2 separate regions of the Bactrocera dorsalis genome follow, and region 1 is linked to region 2. A link is a contact called in public Hi-C data. All regions are on one chromosome and are shown on one strand. The core of a region is the stretch at or near the end of the contact, and the rest is flanking DNA. Distances in the headings are between cores, read along the strand shown.

The links. A called contact is a pair of places that touch in the nucleus more often than the background predicts.
Region 1: a contact with region 2 is called in a Hi-C map of whole body, with 7 times the contacts expected there. The contact joins the promoter of LOC105222400 here to the enhancer-like site in region 2. A contact is called at or near these places in 2 of 2 Hi-C or Micro-C datasets (both in whole body).

Annotation. Positions count from the first base shown.
Region 1 is chr4:41,156,204-41,159,953 of ASM2337382v1, forward strand. LOC105222400 (plastin-3) reads right to left here and starts at 2,402. Exons shown (of 5, transcript XM_011199720.4): 1 at 1,781-2,402. The coding sequence starts at 1,855. It overlaps LOC105222399 (histone deacetylase complex subunit SAP30 homolog), which reads left to right and starts at 2,770. Exons shown (of 2, transcript XM_011199718.4): 1 at 2,770-3,536; 2 at 3,632-3,750. The coding sequence starts at 3,138.
Region 2 is chr4:41,122,112-41,126,028 of ASM2337382v1, forward strand. LOC105222400 (plastin-3) reads right to left here. Exons shown (of 5, transcript XM_011199720.4): 2 at 27-1,137. Among protein-coding and RNA genes, the nearest start is that of LOC105222401, 6.3 kb to the left of the region's middle. Within about 2 kb of position 1,385, the one cell type or tissue checked has open chromatin away from gene starts, as enhancers often do.

The sequences.
Region 1 (3,750 bases), core at 1,152-3,651, 35 kb after region 2:
GCCGCCATAAGAAAAGTGCATTGATATATTCTTTAATAATATTCAATACATTTGAATGCAACGCAGCCGGATAAAAACACTTTGAAGTGGTGCACTTGGATGCATACATTGCTTTCACTGCTCCGCAACGCCGAGAATGAACAACGCGAGCTCTCAAGCACTTTGTCAGCCAAAGCACCCCCTCGTAGCACCCAAGAGCAAGCCAAGTGTGCACTATTATTGAGTTACAATCATGCTCAAGTAAAAATAAGGCATTAATGCTGTAGTTACATGTGTATGCATACTTGTGTGTATTTGTGTATATTGTACATACGGTCATACATACTATATACATACATACATATGTATGTAAACAAATGAATGACAATCGGTGCCTTCAACACTGCTCCCGCGCCTTTATAGGTTCGTCGTTGGCGATGCAATAAAATTTGCAGCTGTGCAGTAAATATGGAAAATGCAGTCAATAATGGAAATCATTGCAAATGTGTCTTTTTTTTTTGTATTTTTTTTTTTTTTGTGTGGAAGTTAATTGAATACGCTGATTTGAATATTACTGCATTAGTTGCCACAAATCATATTTCAAAAACTTCCAAGTGATTCAAATATTACGAGTACATAACTTTAATTTGATTTTGTTATGGAACTGATAGCATATACCTACATAGTAGTAGTTTCCTATGAAGCATCTGCATACATATAAATGTATCTTCTATGTAGCTACGCCATTGAACTTGACAACTCACATGCGATCCGATTGCAGCAGTACCATAGGCACATAATATGACATACATACGTACATATGTATGTTCATGCATTGCATGAATGTTATGCATAGCAACGTTATCCATCGCATTCGATAGCCAACACAGCTTAAGAAACATCAAATTGCGGAGGAAGAGCCACACTATGTGGGGTTCTCGAATACAGTAAAAGGCGTTGCCGGCAACGTGTAACAGAAGAGCACTGAGGGTTTTAATGCCACAATTTTGCGTTTGTGTTTCATTGTTACAACACAAATTGCACTTGAAAATAATCCAGTAGAAATATACAAAAAAAAACCGGCAATTCGACGTTTAGTCAGATTTGCTTTAAAAAAATATTTCCCCAATATTCGTCAAAATGTCGCCGCTTATATATGTACATATATAAGTACGTAGGACACCTAGAAGCTAGCAAGAATTCATTTATCAAAGCCACCCTTGTTGCGAATCTAGTTCCATCATGGGGGTGCAAAACTGCACTATTAATAATCCACTTTTGCGCTTTGAATATACTATAAATCATTTCTGTCTAAATTTACACTACTTTATTTCTATAAAGACACTCCTTTAAATCAGTCTGATTGTAATGCCCGCAGAAGGACTTTATATTCTATCCTGTATACACGTTGTACCTAAGCTCCACAGTTCAGCGGCGTTACGTCCCATCACTCATTAGGTGACCTCGCCCTCAGTTTGCGCATCAGTCGTCTGTTTTACCACTACCTCAACGCGACTGCAGTATGACTCATCAAGTGCGTCAACTTGAGATATGCCAATTTGGCGTAAATTTTTTTAAAACATAATTTTGTAACTTTATTCTGCTCATACAATAAGTAAAAAAAAACACCACTTGTGCAATTAATAATGTAGCGACTGCCACTAACGCGTCGACTTCGCTGTACAGACAACGTCAGCGTCGACCGCTTCACATTCTGCTAGCATTCCACAAACACATAACCAATCAACTATTCTATTCTGTGTGGGGGGTGCAGCAATGTTTTTTTGTATTGTTTACTTACTTCTGTAAATTTCTCCAAAATTTCTGCCTTTTCATCCGCCGACAAGGTTTTTGTGAATTTATTTAAAACCGACATTTTATGTGTTTTTGTTATTTGTTTATTAATTTTTTCGCGAACCAATTTTAATGTGGAATTCTTTGCACCAACGAGCTAAACTGCTTTTTTACTTTTTCCTACTTCTTCGCCGACGACAACGGCAACTGCGACAATAACAGCAACAGCGGCGTTTTCTTCCGCTATTTGGTGTATGTGTGTGTTCCTTCAGCCACTTTACAACTACACGGACAACACTCGCGACTTTCGGATTCTGGCTTTGTAATTCGCGATTTCTTTCACTTATTTCAGATTTAATATATTATATTTGTGCTTTCGTTGCAATTTTCCTCAACTTTTAGTTACTGCTGAAACACGCCGCAGCAATGCACATTCCCAATCACTTTAAATTCACTCAAAGAACACAAATAAAACAAATGCAACGTGTAAATGTAGTTATTTCTTTTTTCTTAATTATGCTATAGGGCGGGCGGGACAAGTATTTTATAATTCTCTAGCGTTGCTTTCCAATTCGATTTTGCGAACTAAAATGAAATTGACTACTCTGCTTCAACACTTGCGAAAGAATGTAAAGTGTAATCGGCGTTTAGTTTTCAGTTTCGTTTTGAGCAAGACTTTGAGTATACAGGGTTGATTCGAGGCTTCAATTCAGTGTTTACTTGTCTCTTTAAAAATAGTAAGATTTTTTTCAAAATCGACGGTTAATGATTATCATTATAATATAATTAGTATAATTCTAAAAATAATCTTACAATTCTATAAAAGTTTTAATTTTTAAATATATCAACACTGCATATTTTTCTGGCAATTTGCTTCTGAAAAGGGTGTGAACATTTCGTACAAGCCGACAGTTGACGTTTGTAAAAAATGTTGCGTTTTTCAACACTACATTTTTCGTATACGCTTTGTCACTTCTTTCTTTATTTTATTGTTTCCAATTGTAATTTTTATTCTTTTACATTCGTGATGTCTCTGTGTAAAGTTAATTCTACAAAAAAAATGTTTGTTTGTCCAGATTCAACTGCAAGCAAACTAAGCTAAGAAAAAACGAATAGTTAAGACAGTTCAGCAAGAAAAGAAAATATATAAAAAAGTCTACGTGACTTTCATGAAGAAAACGTTGAATGCGTTGCTGCGTATCCGAGGAGTGAGGTGTGAAAGTTTTGCTACTACGTAATTGTGGAATTGATTTACATGAAAATTACATTGTGTAAAAGCTTGAAAATTCAATAAATATCAAAACTCGTGAGGAAAATTTTAACTTTACAGAAAACTAGTTTGTTATTGTTAAGTAGCTGTTAACATGAATAACGGTGGGTTCAGTTCGGCAGACGAGGACTCTCGTGATGGCCACAGTACATGTTGCCTTATCGATGATGACGAACGTTGCCGCAATCCTGCTGGAAATGCCAGATATAGTAAACGTATACAAAAAACTGTGCAACAAAAACGTCTAAAACTGCGTAATGATCCCACTGCGGAACGCATTTACATCTGTGAATATCACAAATCGCAAATACAATCTGCACGCAGTAAACGCCGACGTAAGGAATCTGAGGAGGATAGCAATGAAACCGACAATGAAACACCAGATGTCGTTATGCCGGACCTCTATCAACTGCAAGTTAATACATTGCGACGATACAAACGTCACTATAAAGTGCAGACGAGACCTGGTATGAAGCGACAACAGTTAGCAGACGTAAGTGTATAGTTGTTGTATATGTGTTAATTCAAATATTTTCGACAATTCAAAGTTATAGTTTCAAAAATATAATTTTTTTTTCTAATTTTCAGACCATCATGAAGCATTTCAAAACGATACCGATCAAAGAGAAGGAAACCATCACATATTTCGTGTACATGGTTAAGTCGAATTCAAATAAGCTGGATCAAAAGAATGGCATTGGCAATGA
Region 2 (3,917 bases), core at 135-2,634:
ACAACTCCAATTCGAACAATACTTACTTTTCTCTTCACGTGTTTCCTCGATCGACTCTAAGCCATCGATTTGTTCCGGCCTATCGAGTCCTGGATGATTGTTGAACAGGTTCGCAACGAAGGCCAAATTCAACTTGTAGACCCCATTGACAACGTCCTGCGGTGTCAAGAAGCTGCGACAGTTTAATTTGGCCGCCTGCTGCAACATAATCTCCGCGCGTGATGTCAGATCCGACTCGCGTAATGCCTCCAAATTGACATCGACATCGTTACCGGCAATCTGCTTCAGCAAATGTGAATAGATTTCTGAGTCTACAATGTCGGATTGGAAATTGGTGCAGCGACGTGAAATGCCAGCACGTTCCAAATGATGGTTGACCCAACGCAATAGTATGGCTTCCGGTGATAGCTTCATCAAATCTTCCAAACGTTCGTTGTCAAAGAGCAGACCCGCCAAGCCGGGACAGCTGTCGAGCGTGATGTGACTGAAGAGACCAATACGAATAATTTGCCACAACAAGCCCAAAACCAAATGTGGCTTGCCTTTGGCCAAATCGTGTGCGTCGATATTGACTATGTTGCAACCAATCGCTTGCGATGAAACTAGCGCCAGCGTCAAGTTTTCAAATTCGCGATAAACAGTTAAATTCTTCTTGTTGATGGCACGCTCATCGATCGTATCCGGGCAGGAATGATTGATAATCTTGCACAGTAAGATACCATCCTTAATTGCTTGGTACAGATGTTTGCCCTCGGCATCGATGGGTAGCAAATGCTTCAGATCTTGATCATAACCTAAATTCGAATTGATCCAATCGGAGAAGGCAAGTTGCTCTTCAAGACGCACTGAGTGCGTGGTGCCTTCGGACGATATGCTCGACATGCCACCCAACGTTTCGAGGTTCTCCTTTTTCGAGACGACGGTTTTGAAGGTGCTTGCCACATCTTTGGATTTGAGATCGAGGCAGAGATTTTCGAATTCCTCGATATTAAGTTTGCCCTGATGTGATGTGCGTTGCTTATTCTGAAATTCATCGATCATCTCGCGCACCTGGTAGCCAGGCAATTTGAAACCGACCTGATCCAAAGCGTCCTTCAACTCGCTCAAATCGATGAAGCCATCTTTGTTGGCATCGATCTATTAATGAGAAGTAAAAAAAAAATAAAATTAATTTCAGGAATACATACAAATATGCATACGTATAGTACATAAAAAATGCATAAGTGAATACTGAAGTAATAATTTGACAGCAAGGAAACGCGTTCAGCGGAATGGGCTATCCAAAACATGAATCAAAGCATTAAATGACATGACTCATACAGTTTAGCCCTCGAAATATTTAATTTACATGCTCGTGACGAATCGGCGTCGCGGCCAACATCAGCGCTGTCGTGCGATCACCTCCGGTTGCGGGTGATTTCAGCGCGCAATCGATTTTAAGCATTCGTATATGTAAGTATGTATATGTTTTCGTGTATTTATGCGCATAGGTCAGCTTCGGCAGCACGTAAATCACCCATTCGACATGTACATAAACAGCAACAACATTGCCAAGCAAATATAATAAAATTTAAATACAATAAACACCAAATTCGACGCAGCTGTGGCTGCGGCAGTGGAAGTTGACACCGACTTTAGCTCGGCTATGACTCGTATTTGAGGCGCGTAAAACCTGTTTGCTGGCCTTTGAGCTAGTCGGCAAGAAACAACCACAACCCACACACAACACTGCCGCAAAGCACCGCCGCTAGCCGGCATGGCTGATAATGACAATCACCCAGCAGTAGCGGTGACGCTGACGTCAGCGTTTTACAACTGCGCTAGTGTTCACAGCGACTGCGGCGGCGAAGCTTACTGCGCGGATGCGCAATAACGTTTGCTGCTTATGCGTTAACAGACACATGCTCACACATGCAAATGTACGTCCGCAATTTGCGTGTTTAATTGCTTTCCCGGCATACCAGACCAGTGCGCCACCACGCCACCATTTACTCACTTATTCACTTAAGTTATATGATTTGTTTACTCTTTTTTTAAGGAAGCCTGCCAACACTAAATAAGGGCAATGACAGGAATGTGGTGGTGCTACACTCCCAGTGAATTTGTGATTGACGACCTGGACGGAATTCCAACTGGAATTTACAGTTTGCAACTGTAAACAAAGGTGGCCATTGATTTCATTCGCCATTTGCCGTTGCTCACACATCGAAGGTTGCTGCTAATAATTATCATAATCAAATGAATCACAATATTCACCGCACCACATCCAAAGACCGAGTGTTTATGTATGTATGAATGTATATTTTATTTGCAAATGTACACATTGCATGTATGTACATACATACATATACATACATCTGTGACGACTAAAGTAAATAAGCGTGCGAGAAGCAGCAATTTGGGCGAATTCAAAATAATTGAATAATTTCGCGATGGTTTTGAATGAAATCTGAAAATTTTTCATGTGTCATATACATATGTATGTATATTTGAGTAACCAAGGTTCTAATACCGTAAAAATATGATTATATTCGATATTTCATAGAGCAAAAAGATTTTGACGAATTCAGTAGGAAAACAATGTTTTAAGGAGTTATACATGGGTTTACGTTTCAAAGTTTCAAAAAATCGATTTTTCATTATCTTAATAAATTCTACAACACTTCTAAAATATTATTCTAAATTTTTAAGTTGATGCGAGTAATAGTTTCGGAAATATAGCCTTGAGAACTAGTGCGGCGCTCGAAGCTAGCTGCTGGCTAAGTACGCCATCTTTAAACGTATTTTTCTCAAAACCGTGTTTTTGAAGTCGGTGGGCAAGATTTCTCAAGATCTACTCAACCGATCTTCTTGAAAATTTACTTAGGCCTTTGAGATACAATTGCTAAAGACTTGAATAAAGGATTTTTTTTTTTTCGATTAGAACTGTTTGAGAAAAAAAATGTTGCGAAATTTTCACTAAAAGTTTACATTTCTTGTAAAAATGTCTGCCAATGGTCCAATTTAGAGTTTTTTTCCTTCGTCCAAGTTCTAAATTAAAGTTTTAACTAAAACACGTATTTTTTAACTTTACATGATCCTGTAAGGAGTTATCCTGCCTACGCGGTCGCATTATTTTTTCGAGGGGTCACCGGAAGCGGCGCCGCAATGGTCGAGTTTAAAATATTTTTTCCAAAAATTTCAGAATTGTTTGTTAATAGTGTAAGATTTAATATAAAATATTTAATTTTTATATAAAAAAAAAATTGTTGAAAAGAGGCTGTTTTTTACTCAAGGAAACCCATGTAACCACTTAAAATAAGTGATTTTTTTCAGCCCAGGTCACATCTGATCAGTAATTACACTTAAAATAAATAATACAATTAAGGGTTTCACATAGTCTCATAAAGTTTTAAGTTATAGCGATCCGAAAACATAGCGTTCGGAGTTGTATTTGCGTAAACTTATTTTAATATGCAATCCAACAACAAATTTTTTTAACTAGTATAAAAATTTATGATTTTACGATGCTTTATGATAGATTGTGAGTACCCCAATATAATATAAAATTAACCCTTTGGTTAAAGGCGAGGCTAGGAAGGTATGTATGTGCGGACTTCACCTATTTTTGTTATTTTTGATACTAGAACAACATATCAGCCACATGACCAAACACAGATGTAGAGCATTATGTTGCTTTAATTATTAATTTTTTCCAAAAGAGCCTGCTACTCGCCAACATTATGCCGAATATTGGATTCGAACTGTTCGTAGCTGTGTATTAGCAGAAATCAGATGACTTAGCTGATCAATTTGCCCGACTATATCTAGATATGATTCGTACATCGAAAGGTTTAATTGATTTTGTGCCTGTGACAGCATCCTGTTATCGATCTTTAGCACTTGACCACTCATATGGAACCAAAAAGTCTAAGTTC